Regions from separate parts of the Mus musculus genome. Here all the other regions are linked to region 2. A link is a contact called in public Hi-C and HiCAR-type data. All regions are on one chromosome and are shown on one strand. The core of a region is the stretch at or near the end of the contact, and the rest is flanking DNA. Distances in the headings are between cores, read along the strand shown. Region 1 overlaps Arhgap22 (Rho GTPase activating protein 22). Region 2 holds the start of Prrxl1 (paired related homeobox protein-like 1). Region 3 overlaps Arhgap22 (Rho GTPase activating protein 22).

Region 1 (4,002 bases), core at 458-2,957, 720 kb before region 2:
ATACTTCCTACTATGTGCAATTCACAGATGTTAATATTTGTTAACTATAAAACAACCCCACTAGGCACCTGCTATAGTATTCCATTTACAGAAGAAAAAAGAATTGAAATTTGAGAAGGTGAAGAGACTTGCAGACTTGCTTATAGTCAGGGAGTTGAGAAAGAGGTGACCAGCCAAGCAGGTGGATGAATGGATGTGTGAAAAGGTTGGTGGAGGAAGAGTAATGGATGGATTAGTGGGTTAATGGTCAGATAGGTGTGTGGATAGGTGGGGGTAGATTAACGGATAAGCAGATGGACATGCAGATAGGTGAATTAATGGATAGCTGATTGAATAGATGAGTGAGAGGGTGGCTGGATGGATGGAAAAATAATTGAATAGAAGGTTGGGTGGGTAGAGCCTGACTATTGGCTAGAAGAATAAGTGGGGAGGTAAATGGATGAATTAATAGGTGGATGGATGGCTAAAGGGATGTGAATGGAAGTGAACAGATGAATGTATGTTGGTCAATGGTTAGTTAAAAAGATGGACGGATGGACAGATGGATGGGTGGATGGTATTTCCTAAATTTGGCCCAGGGTCTTAGGCTACAATGGAAAAATATTATATACTAAGCACAGAATTTGGTTTAAAATACAGTTTCCTAAACATAGCTTTGCACCCCAAATTGTGTGTGATCCTAAACTCTCTGGAAATGAGCCAGTATCAGGACCATTTAAATTGGTAGGGCTCTAGACTCAATCCTCTCTGGGCTGGGGGTGCGGAGGGGGCCCCCATACACGCCACAGGGCACAGGCACCCCAGCTAGGATTGTGGGGGGTACACTATGATTACCCTTCCCTCCTTCTCCTTTCTTCATGTACCAACAGTGGGCCAATGTAGCCAAACTCTGATAAATATGCCCATGAGCTGAGCTCCAGGAGTACCAGGATGTGGGCTAAAGGTATAAGAGATCTTATTCTGCCAAGAGCAGACAAAGACTGTGTGATGGTTTGAATATGCTTGGCCCAGGGAGTGGCACTATTAGGAGGTGTGGCCTTGTTAGATGGAGTGTGTCACTGTGAGCATGGCCTTTAAGATCCTCGTCCTAGCTGCCTGGAAGCCAGTCTTCTCCTGTTTGCCTTCGGAACAAGATGTAGAACTCCCAGATCCTCCTGCATCATTCCTGTCCAGGTGCTGCCGTGTTCCCACCTTGATGATAATAGACTGAACCTGTGAGCCAGTGCCAATTAAATGTCGTGATTTATAAGAGTTGTCTTGGTCATGGTGTCTCTTCATGGAAGAAACCCTAACTAAGATAGACAGCTCTATAGACGAAGAGAATAGACCCTGGGGATACTGGAGTGATCCTGAAGTGGGTAGAGGATTCTTCCTGAAGAAGCTTTAGTCTGCCTTGGGGTGGGGAGCCATAGCAGGGTATCCAGGTATGAGTGTAATGTGACCTGTGTCTCCCACAGCTTAGCCTGGTGCTGGAGTCGAGCCAGGGGAGATCAGGGCAGGGAGAATTGGGGAAGCAATAGTATAAAGCAGGTAAGTGGTGCAGGGGCCCAGATACAGCAGCTCAGAAAGGCATAGATAGCATCAAAGAAGGACAGTGTGCTGACTGGGTGGCCCCTGGGTCTCAAGTCTAACTCTTTGCATTTGGGCTGCCACAGCCTGCTTAAAGAAGAGCCCTCTGGTGCCCAGTTCTGGGATACCATCCCTTGTGAGCAGTGTAACTGGGCTGAAACCATCACAGCGCAAGAAGCCCAGCCTTGCTCTGGACAGGCCACATGGAGAACTGCATCAGAACAACTCACATGCCTGAGAGTGAGGCTGCCTGGATGCACATCCCCCTAGTGATACCAGCGAGAGCAGGAAGCAATGTCTTGTCCAGCGTGCTCACACTGCAGAACAGTGAGGCAGCAGAGACTCATTAAGCTTCACGGTACTTTAAAAGAATGGTAGAGCATTTGGAAAATTGTTTCCTCTTAAATCAAGAAGCACTTGGCTGGAGAGAAAAAAAATTCCCGTCTCCAAGATGATGGGAATTCTATGCAACATGTCCATCTACTGCTGATGACTATGCAGAGAGAAGAAGCTGTGAAGATTGTCTGGGATGGGGTGGCAGTGGGGGTGGGGGTGGGGTGGGGAGGCCAGCTCTGGAGAGGGGTAGGCCTGTCAGAGTGGGGCAGACAGACCCTGAGAGCAGGCTCCGAGCTCTGCCAGAGGAGGACAGTTATTGGCACATCTGTAGAGTCCACTCCCAGGTCCGAGATGTGGGGGCAGGGTGGTGGAGGAGCTGGGCCAGCTAGGCTCACCAGCCCCAACCAAGGGCTCTTCAGTTGCAGTGGACAATGGTTATGGGAGGAATGTCTTGCAGCTCTGAATTCCCACAGAGAAAGACAAGGGGAACAACGGTTGCAGAGAAATTCCTGGGGTACATTTTTTTGCTGTTCCGGTGGCCTGAAGCCACTGAAGTTGGCCAGACTGCCAAGAGAGAAATTTTTACAAAGCCCATTGTCCTTTCCGTAAGTCTCACCCTCACCCACTTCTGCCCCCACCTCCTATTTCTGCATTTCTCTTTCCTTCCCGACTCCTAGGACAAATACAGTTTGGGAAAACGCAGGTGGCTTCAGCCACAGCTGCTGCCACAGTCGCTGCCGAGAGGGTGCTTGCTTACAGCCACAGATGGGTTTAGCCTCAGCACACAGTATGTCTCTGTAGGTCTGGCTGCATTTCCATGTACTAGACAAATGAGAGGTGGTCTGCACAGCATTCACGTAGTGGCCTGTGTGTTTCAGTAAGCAAAGTGACAGGTAATGAGCACCTACTGTGTGCCGGTACTATTCTGAGATTTCTGCATATGCGAACCCATCAGTCCCCACAAGAACCCTATTATAACCCTGATTTATAAGTGGGTCACAAAGTGGTCAAGGGACTGATATTCCCTGCTCAGTTTAGTCCCCGTGACCCCCAGCTCAGGCTTCGTGGACGGAGACCACCCTAACAGCATGTGTCTGCATTTAGAGGGAAGACGATGCTTTTGTAGTCCACAGGACACGCGGAACTTTCCAGGCTACAGCAGCCCTGCCAGGACAGACACCAGAGATGAGACCCTTCATTGTGAAGGAGCCCTGCCTAGTGTCAGAACCACTTACCAGGGTCCCAGTACTGCAAACTGGGATGCCTTGCTGAGGATGCTACAGGAGGGCTTGATAACCATGAGAGTCTCTGCCACGGGCAAGCCCTGGAGTTGGTACCTTATCTACCTACCATAGGTCACTGATGGGGAAACACTAGGCCAGTTTATAGCAGGCCATCGCCAGGGCAGGGCACTGAGCCCATTTTCAAGGTGGCTGGTATGCAGTGCTGTAGCAAGTGCCCCGCCCCCAACCTGCCTGGTGTTATCCCCTAGGGACTCTTTCCTGCTCAGGTCGCCATTCCTTATGAGTCACTGCGAGGAGGGAAGGAATAGTACTGCTCCGAGAAGGCACTCGGAATTCAGGTTCCTTTTGGGACCTCAGTGTCCCTTTCTGGAGACCTTTGCTCAGGGAGGCCCTCAGGAGATTTTAGGGACCAGTGCTGTTAGTGATGATTCTAGTTCAGGTGAGCACCGGTGTAAAGCCTTTGGTTTGAAACCACTATGCCAAGACCTAAGTTGATGCCAAAGTTAAAATCCAGTTGTCTCTTTACCGGGAGACGGACTGAAACAGAAGACCCTGAGAGGGCTGTGAGTGCTGACAGAGGCTGGCCCACTACCCTTTGCTTTCTTGGCAGAACAGTGGAGATAGTAAAAGAGGAAGGAGGGAAGAGGGAGGAGAGAGGAGGGTAGGGCTGGGAAAAAACAACCTCCCTCCCACCCTGACCGTGCATTGTGCTCCCTACTGCCACCTAGTGGTGGAAGAATAAAAGACCAGGGCAACGATTCAGCGCGTCTCTTAAGCCAATTTGTTGGATGCTAGCAGGCTGCCTGGCAGAAGCTGCCCTCTGCTGTGTGCTCAGAGCACAGAGGCACCACTG
Region 2 (3,769 bases), core at 832-3,331:
GCCCACACAGAGCACAAGTAGCAAATGTGAACTGTCTCCCCACTGCCCGTAAATAAGCTGAGAGCAGTAGGCAAGTCAGAGAGATCCTGGGATAGGGCAGTCTCTAAGTCACTGCTGCAGCCCATCCTTATAAACAGGAAAGGTTTCTTCTTAGGTCGCCCAGAATATAGACAACTTGCCAAGTGCCCAAATCTCCTCCTTTCCCACTTGACAAAAGTGCTGAGCTTGAAGTCAACAGTGCACAGCTACTACCCACGACACACCAGTAGGGTCTCCTTCAGGCCTGGGGTACAGTTGTAAGTGACCGCTCCTTTCTGACTGCCCTAAAGCCTCCCTGCCTGGGTTCTGCCTGGTGTTGAAAAGCAGGCATACAGAGCTTAACTGCTTCTCCCCACTAGCTAGCTTCCTTTAGCAAACTCTGCTGGACTCTTAAGGGCTTGTATATAGAAAATGAAAACAAACTTTCCCAAATCGTGGCTGAGACTGAAGACTGCTCAAGGCAACCTACAGCAAGGTGGACAAGTGTCCCGGAATTATAAACCTTTGAGTGTCTCCTCCAAACCACAGCACAAGCACGGGGGGGGGGGGGGGGGAGCGAGGGGGGGGGGAGTATGTACACCTGACGCTACAGATCACTGCCAGGAAGAACTCACCCTTTGGTTCCCAGGCCCTGGTTAGAGACACCCAGGGATGCAAGCTTCTCTCACTTCTCACTACCCCTGCCCCACTTAACAACTGGGAGAAGAAAACACACCAGGAATAGGGAAAGGCATTTCCCCCCTAAGGTCTAGAGACCTTAAACAACCAGACCCTGGTCCTGGGGGCTGACGAGCTGGTCATTTGTAGTCAGAAATTCAGTAAATCGCTGAGATGAAACTATTCCTGGACACTCCTGACAGGTAACTATCAGGGAGCTTGCATCCAGGGACAGCTTTGCCGCTAGAAACTGACTTTAAGTTGTCCAGAATTTCGTGTGCGATCCCGGAGCACTCTTGCCAACGCCCAGGGTGAGAGTAGGCCCTTCCTGACACGTAGTGGAGCCCAGGACTCAGAGGGCAGTTCAACTTGCTTTGGTTTTCTGGGATGTTAGCAAAACACCGTGAAAGATTGATGCGGGCCCCCTGGGCGGAGGAGCCCCGATTAGAGGCGTGACACCAGCATCTGTGCTGGGAGGACCAGGCGTCCCTGAGGCACCCATAGCCCGGGGCAGCGCGACCCAGGCGGAGAGGGAGGTGGGAGGCAGGTGGCACCAGGGCGGAGGGATGGAGCTGGATGTAGGGGGGGGCTAAGGGTACCCCTAAACCCTGCCAAGAGGCTGCCACCTTGTGGGGCGAAGACCCCAATACTTATCAACCCTTTTGTGGCCCGGCCCTTTTGGCTAGCTTGGCCTGGCCAAACAGCCCGGGAAAGCGGCGCTTACTCACCCTCTAGCTGTGGCGGACAGTGGAAATAAAACATCGCCGACGGTCGGATGGGCCCTGATGGCTGGACCAGGGCTGGTAGCGGCCTGGCAGACTTGTGCCTGTGCGTGGCTCCGGCCTGGCTGCAAAGCAAACAGCAATAGAGCCTGAGTCTCCTGCCCGCACACCCCGAGGATCACAGGGAGTGCTCCTCCTACTAAGCCCTTCCCGAAGCCCTTGGTCCCCTGGGGCCACCGCGGGGATGGTGGGAGAAGTGGTTGCACCTCCCTTCCCAAGCCACGACCCTACGGTCAGCCTTCGGCATAGGTCCTGCTGCTGGACAACCGCGCCCTCACCAAGCTGGGCACAGTCTGGCTCCTGGTTCTCAGGGGTCCCAACCACAAGCCCTGCACTTGGCCACCGCAGCTGGGTCCGGCGATCGCGCAAGGCCATCTGCAAGCGCAGCAGCTCGGGCCAAAAGCCGGTGAAGTCCCAAGGCCCAGCGCAGGGAGCCGGGGGAGCAGCACGGGAACCCTGCCTACCTCTGCGGGAGGCGGGCGAGAAGGCCGGAGTGCGCTCGCCTCTAGTCCGCACGCGGGGCTCGGCTGGCGGCGGGCGGGGCTTGGCGCTGCTGGCGCCCGCAGGACCAGAGAAGTGACTGGGGAAGTGGCCAGATGTCTTGCTGTCTGTCTACAGCGCGCGCCGCCGCTCAGCACTCGCCTTTATAATCTCACGCATAATTGGCCTTAATCTGATTATTTCCAGCGCTGTCTACAGCGAGTAACTTGGATAGGTCTATTGGGCCTTACAAATGGCCCACGTGGTGTAAAAAAAAAAAAAAATCCGTCACTTCTCAGCAAACATCAGGAATGTTTTTCCCTTTTTTTCTTTTAAACGAAGATAAAAACAACAGCTACCAATATCATCCCCCACCCAAAAGAGATTATGTTTTAAACACTCACCCCAACCCCAGCCCTCTGGGCCCCCTCAGTCTCAACCCTTCTTTCTCTGAGTGAGATTGGATTTGGGCTCGCCCTTGTCAGAGGCCTGGAGACTCCAGGACTGCAAAATTACCAAAGCGCTGCTAATTGTCGCCGCCGGATGGGTTTTGGGGGTACTCTTTGCACACGGCTTCCCTTTCCAAGCGATCGTACAAAAGGAAAGTTTGATTTTGTTCTCAGCAAGGGGTCCCTGAATTTATGTTCGCTTCTCCCTGCAAATGATATGCAGTGGGACCCTTCGCAATTACTTTTAAAATGCATCCGAGGCAGACACTCAGCGGAGAGAGACCGCCCTTCTCTCTGCCTGGGTGAAAATTAAACTCTAAAGTACCGGGTTGAAATTTTCAAGTCAGGGGCGCGGGATTGGATCAAATCACATAAACTGCAAAAAAAGCAAGTCTAATGGCGCATAATTGGTTCTGTAATAGCATTACACCAGGATAATAGCCCGTTACGGCCCCCTGCACTATTAAGTGCTTCCCTGGCGGAAAGCCTTTATGATATTAAAGGGGGAATATAATGATATTTTGGTTATTAAATGCGTGTAATTAATTTATGCACCACTGAAAATAAAGTTGGTATTATGACCCACTCAAGATGCATCAGAAGATGCGAATCAGACAACTGTTGATAAGTTCTGGTGTCTGTGTTCCGTCTAGACTGCCGATTTTATTTTGGGACAATGGCTTCTTGGACAGACTACATAAATTGAATATTTTATAAACATTCTAATGCTGCGTTTGAGAGCCTTGGCGGAGTGGTGGGTCGGGTCCCTGCCCGGCCTGAGATCCACCCTTGATCTTAAAGACACAGAGCTTTGGAAACAAAAGGCCTGGCGGGCCCACTCGTGGACCAGCGACCGGGGCAAGTAGCGCGGAGCTGGAGAACTGAGTGCTGAGGCTCTGGCCGGCCAGTGGACACCCCTGGGAAAACAGCCAGGAAGAAACGCGGCACCGCTCCGGCGGACTCAAGGCTGGGCTGGGCCTCTTGCACTCAAGCGGCCCTTTCTAGGCTCAGCCGCTCCCGGCCGGAATCGGCCCTGCTGGGAGCAAGAAGAGGCTGGAAAATGACTGCTCGGCTCGGAGCGAACAGACCCGCCGCGCCAGCTCTCCTCCAGGGCCACAGACTCCCGCAAGACCAAGCGGCGGGCCCGAGTGGAGAACGTCGGCGAGCCAAGCCGCCCCGTGCGGTGGATGGCGCGACCACCCGGCCAGTACACAGCTTCGAGGCCCGGAGCAGACCCTTTCTCGGTCCCAGGCCACGACGAACTCGCGGGTCCGGCTTCCCTCCAGGTCCGGCTCAGGGAGCATCCCGCTCTCTGCAACTGGTTCCAGGAGCCGAGGGCCCTCTGAGCGCCGGAGTCTGCCG
Region 3 (4,159 bases), core at 1,614-4,113, 700 kb before region 2:
GTGTCTACTGCACCCCTCGGTGTTTGTATAGGTACTGGCTCACAGACTCCACCCATGGAGAATCTTAAATACTCAATGGTCCCCAGAGGAAGGATCTTGTTCATGCTCCCACCCCTACAACCATTCCTCCCATCACGCTGGTGGTCTCTTCCCTCCAGTCTCTGCATCTCTCCTCAAAGGCCTCTGTCACAGACATTTTTGGCCCTTGTATCTTATATCTTATATCTTATATCTTATATCTTATATCTTATATCTTATATCTTATATCTTATATCTTATATAGATAGGCCAGAAATGTCAGGGTTAACTCCTAAGGGTGTATCTCTCAAGAGCTTGCAGGCGGTAATTGGTGGGATGCCTCCAGCCATCCATTACCTGGATAAGACACCTTTCAGGCCCACCCCACCTCACCTCAGATGGCCCCAGTGAGGCAGAGCTGGGTGTCACTGTATCAGGCCATTCATTAACACACCCTGGCTGGTCCTTTCCCTGTGCCCTTCCTCATGCTCTGAGGGGACCATCTCTAGAATCCAGTGTTCAGATCCTGTCTCAGGCTGATTCTGGTGGAGGTCAAGGGAAATAAAAACCCTGGCAAAATGAGCCCTGCTGTGACACGCGGCTCATACCACAGACACATACTTAGCTCAGTAGGGACCACATTGAACAACCTGGAACTGTAAAAGCCTTTTTTGTGACTGCTAACAGAACAGTGGGTCTGGGGGAAAATCTCCCTCTCATTTTACTGTAAGTCTGCTTTGGGAGTCATAATAACCGGTATGATGGCCTTCTGTATTGGTTAGCATTTAACTGTGACCTTGTTTCCATATGTAGGTTTGCAGCCTCGCTAAGGCAGTGGTTCTCAGCCTGTGGGTCTCGACCCCTTGGTGGGTCACAGATCGGGTATTTACATTACTATTTGTAACAACAGCAAAAATACAGCTATGAAGTAGCAACAAAGTAACTTTGTGGTTGGAGGCCACCACAACATGAAGAACTGTGTTAAAGGGGTGTAACATTAGGAAGATCAAGGTCCACTGCCCTATGGCATCTTTGTATGTTTGCTTGGGTGAATCATGAGTGTAAAAACCAACATTTTCTCTTCTCTGAGGACTAATTATCCAAATAATAAGATTAAAATTTCTAATTTCTTCCCCCAGTTGTTCTAGCTTTGCCCACATTTCTGCCTTAGCTTGGGGACAATATCAGCCCTCCTGTAAGACATAGGATTCTGGGGGTAGGAGCACAGTCATGCCCCAATGGGGGGCCACCGGGACCATCTCAGCACACACGGGCACCCTTTGGCTTACCTGGCGTAATCTCAAACAGGTGCTTTCCTGGGTCCTCAGGGTCTGGAAGAAGTTCGGTCACTTGTGTCCCTTGTAGAGAAATAAATCCCTGAAATGGAGACAAACACAAATAAGAAACCCGAGCTGTCTGGGAAAGGGCTCTTCGGAGTGGGGGGAGGTGCTAGGACAGGGCCCAGCCCTTCTCCTGCTGAGGCAGGCTGGGTGCCAGTGAGAAGGATGTGTGTCTTTTCTGCAGCACAGGACCAAGCACAGAGGACCCCCTCCCCATCTGCACATTCAGCTGGAGGGTGGGAGGGGCTCTTCCAACAAGGGTGGGCGCAAGAGGGTGGGCCAGGACTCCCAGTGTAAGACTAGGCAAAACAAGACCAGAGCCAGGAGGACAGAGCTGGGTACTCCTGCTATTCCTCCCTGCCCCCCCCCCATTCCAAAGATTCACTGTAGGATCCCATGTGTGGAGCAAGAGGGGAGAGCCCTGGAGGCGGCACGTGGGACAGGCAGCATCCAAGATCTATGCGGGTTCAATCCCCTGTGGTCAGGCAGGATGAGGCTTCACTCACTTCTCGTTTGGTTTTATTTGTGTATTCGATTAATTATTAGGAGATTATCACTGCCGTGCTGGAGCTCAAACCCAGGGCCTCTCATTCTCCAGGCATGGGCTCTGCCACTGAGCTGCATCTCCAGCCTGATGGTTTTCCACTTTACCTACAGAACAGGAGTCACCAACATGCACAACATCACAGCCTTGACAGTGCCTAGCACAGCTGTCCTTTGGAATCCACGGTGTATTGGCTCCAGGACCCCCTTAGATGCTTTCTATGAAGCTCGGTCTATATGTCTGTATAATGGAACAGTAAGAGAGTTCCATAAGCTAGATTCCTGCTTGGTAAATCCTGCATGCTGTGTTGCTTCTCTCACACACAGGCCAGCCAGAGCCCTCCTTACTATCTGGAGGATTTCCTTAAGGCCACGCATGCTCAGCTTTGCTTAGCTCACACTCTAAGTGGCCTGACTACTCACACCTCTATCCTCTCCACGGAAAACCCCGTGGAGTTTAAACTCCATTCCCATGGTCAGATCTTCAGGGTGAAAGCCTGGCTCAGCTTTAGATAAACCATGTCCCTTCTCTGTACCTCAGTTGCTCTACCTGTGCATCCTAGGAGTTCCTGTTCTGAGCAGAAATGGAGGGATATCTGAGATGTCCTGAGCATAGGTCCTGGCACATAGTGAGAACAACTGTATGTGCTTGGTTCTGAGACATGGTTTCCCCATGTAACCCTGGCTGGTCTGGAACTCATCATGTAGACCACGTTGGCCTTAATCTCATAGAGATCTTTCTGCCTCTGTCTCCTGAGTGCCCATGATTAAAAGTGTGTACCATCATGCTGAGCTGAGAACTGTGTTAGCGAAGCAAACCTCTCTATTACATCTGGGCTCCATACCAGGTGGGAAAACATCCCAGGTGGGTGGCTCAGCGCCTGCTTCCACACTTCCCTCCCCCGTTCCTGTGCCTGCTAGCAGACGCTCTACTCTCGGGCCTGGACCATTTTAGTGTATTCCTATAATGTCCTCACAGTAGACTACATCCTGCTGCGCAGATAAGGAATCTGGGGGTGGGGAACATTAACCTGAAGAAGAGTCAAGTCATTTTTGGCAAGTTCTGGCTCTAGCAGGGCAATGGGAGCCTTATGTCTGCTGGCATCTGTGCCTCGGGAGCATATGGAGATGCCTCTTCTCATTTAAGCAACATCAAGGCGGACTGGTATCTGTACCCACAGAGGCTGGCTCTAGGGAAATTATAGCAGTAAGCCAGGGATCCAGCTGGTAATTGCTGTAACTGAATTACTGGTTGCATTCTTGCTAGGGAGCCTGGAGCTACAGGGAATAAATTAGGACAGCAGCCCCAGGATGGGAGAACGTGCTCATTAGAGGGCGTGGGCGAGGTCCATCACTGGGTCTCGGCACATGCTGTTTCCGTTCCGTAACTGACACTGCGATGGGGTACATTGCTGTGCGTTTCCCCTCTGCTTCAGGAACTGTCATCCGCACAATGGGAGTAGCAGTATCATCACTGACATCACTCTTTATGGAGGCTAGAGGGAAAAGCAGAAATAGCTTCTGTTGTGGGAAATGGTCCTATGTTCCTGGCTCTTAGCCTACATGATTGACTAGAAGCTCTGCGGGGCAGGTGCTGCTATTGATACCTCGCTGCACTAGAGGATGGTGTTGGGGGAGGCAAAGGGCAGAGTCCCATCTCTGCTACCACCTGGGATTTGAGCTGTCACTTCCCATCCTGCTCCCCATTGTGACAGCAGCTTCCCAACAACTCAGCCAGCTTCCAAGAAGCTGCTGCGGGAGAGCCAGATGGGGATTTTGGGGTCTATAAGTCCCTTTGTACCTCCACCTAATCCCTGTGTGGCCCTGTCACTGCAAGGGACCTTGACACCAAACCTGTGGCTTCACCCAATACCCCGAGCCTCCCCAAGGTTAGGACTGAAGCTTTGATCTGAGGGTACTGGAGTAGGGCAGGTTGTGGTGGTCCCAAGAAGTCTGCTCTCCTGTTCGGTGGTGTGGTGTGTGTTAACACTATGGTGAATGTGTCTGTAAGGAGTCTAACAAAGAAGAATTCCTATAACAACCTTGACCTTGTCTCCCAAGCTACCGCAGAGCTTGTTGAACACAGAGGGCTTGCTTGTGTAGTCTTACAATACAGAAGACAAAACACCCAGCTTACATGTTTGCCGTCCTCTGTAGGACACAGGTTTCTTTCCTTCATGGCCATTTTCATGATGTCACTGAACGTGGGGTTGGGACGAGACTCACTCTAGCATTTGCCTCTTGTGATCATCTCAGAA

The links. Hi-C and Micro-C count contacts between places; a contact is called where the count stands out from the background. HiCAR-type assays count read pairs that join an accessible place to other places.
Region 1: a contact with region 2 is called in a HiCAR-type map of astrocytes, with 3 times the contacts expected there. The contact joins the enhancer-like site here to the promoter of Prrxl1 in region 2. A contact is called at or near these places in 3 of 39 promoter capture datasets (embryonic stem cells, hippocampal neurons and stem cell-derived epiblast-like cells), 9 of 484 Hi-C or Micro-C datasets (the G1E-ER4 cell line, cerebral cortex, cortical neurons and 3 more), 5 of 115 datasets of contacts at active chromatin or transcription factors (astrocytes, craniofacial prominence, embryonic forebrain and 2 more) and 1 of 9 other capture datasets (embryonic stem cells).
Region 3: a Hi-C map of cerebral cortex shows a contact between it and region 2, with 3 times the contacts expected there. The contact joins the enhancer-like site here to the promoter of Prrxl1 in region 2. A contact is called at or near these places in 3 of 39 promoter capture datasets (embryonic stem cells, hippocampal neurons and stem cell-derived epiblast-like cells), 9 of 484 Hi-C or Micro-C datasets (the G1E-ER4 cell line, cerebellar granule neurons, cerebral cortex and 4 more), 2 of 115 datasets of contacts at active chromatin or transcription factors (embryonic forebrain and neural tube) and 2 of 9 other capture datasets (embryonic stem cells and embryonic trunk).

The regions. Positions count from the first base shown.
Region 1 is chr14:33,313,711-33,317,712 of GRCm38.p6, reverse strand. The region is part of intron 4 of Arhgap22 (Rho GTPase activating protein 22); the gene reads right to left. Among named protein-coding and RNA genes, the nearest start is that of Gm41130, 84 kb to the right of the region's middle. Within about 2 kb of position 1,707, at least 2 of the 459 cell types and tissues checked have an H3K27ac peak or open chromatin away from gene starts, as enhancers often do. A contact at or near this core is called in astrocytes, where this site is marked.
Region 2 is chr14:32,597,720-32,601,488 of GRCm38.p6, reverse strand. Prrxl1 (paired related homeobox protein-like 1) reads right to left here and starts at 2,081. Exons shown (of 7, transcript NM_001347590.1): 1 at 1,943-2,081; 2 at 1,425-1,543. The coding sequence starts at 1,458.
Region 3 is chr14:33,295,940-33,300,098 of GRCm38.p6, reverse strand. It overlaps Arhgap22 (Rho GTPase activating protein 22), which reads right to left. Exons shown (of 11, transcript NM_153800.4): 4 at 1,308-1,395. Among named protein-coding and RNA genes, the nearest start is that of Gm41130, 66 kb to the right of the region's middle. Within about 2 kb of position 2,863, at least 29 of the 459 cell types and tissues checked have an H3K27ac peak or open chromatin away from gene starts, as enhancers often do. A contact at or near this core is called in cerebral cortex, cortical neurons, hippocampal neurons and 1 more, where this site is marked.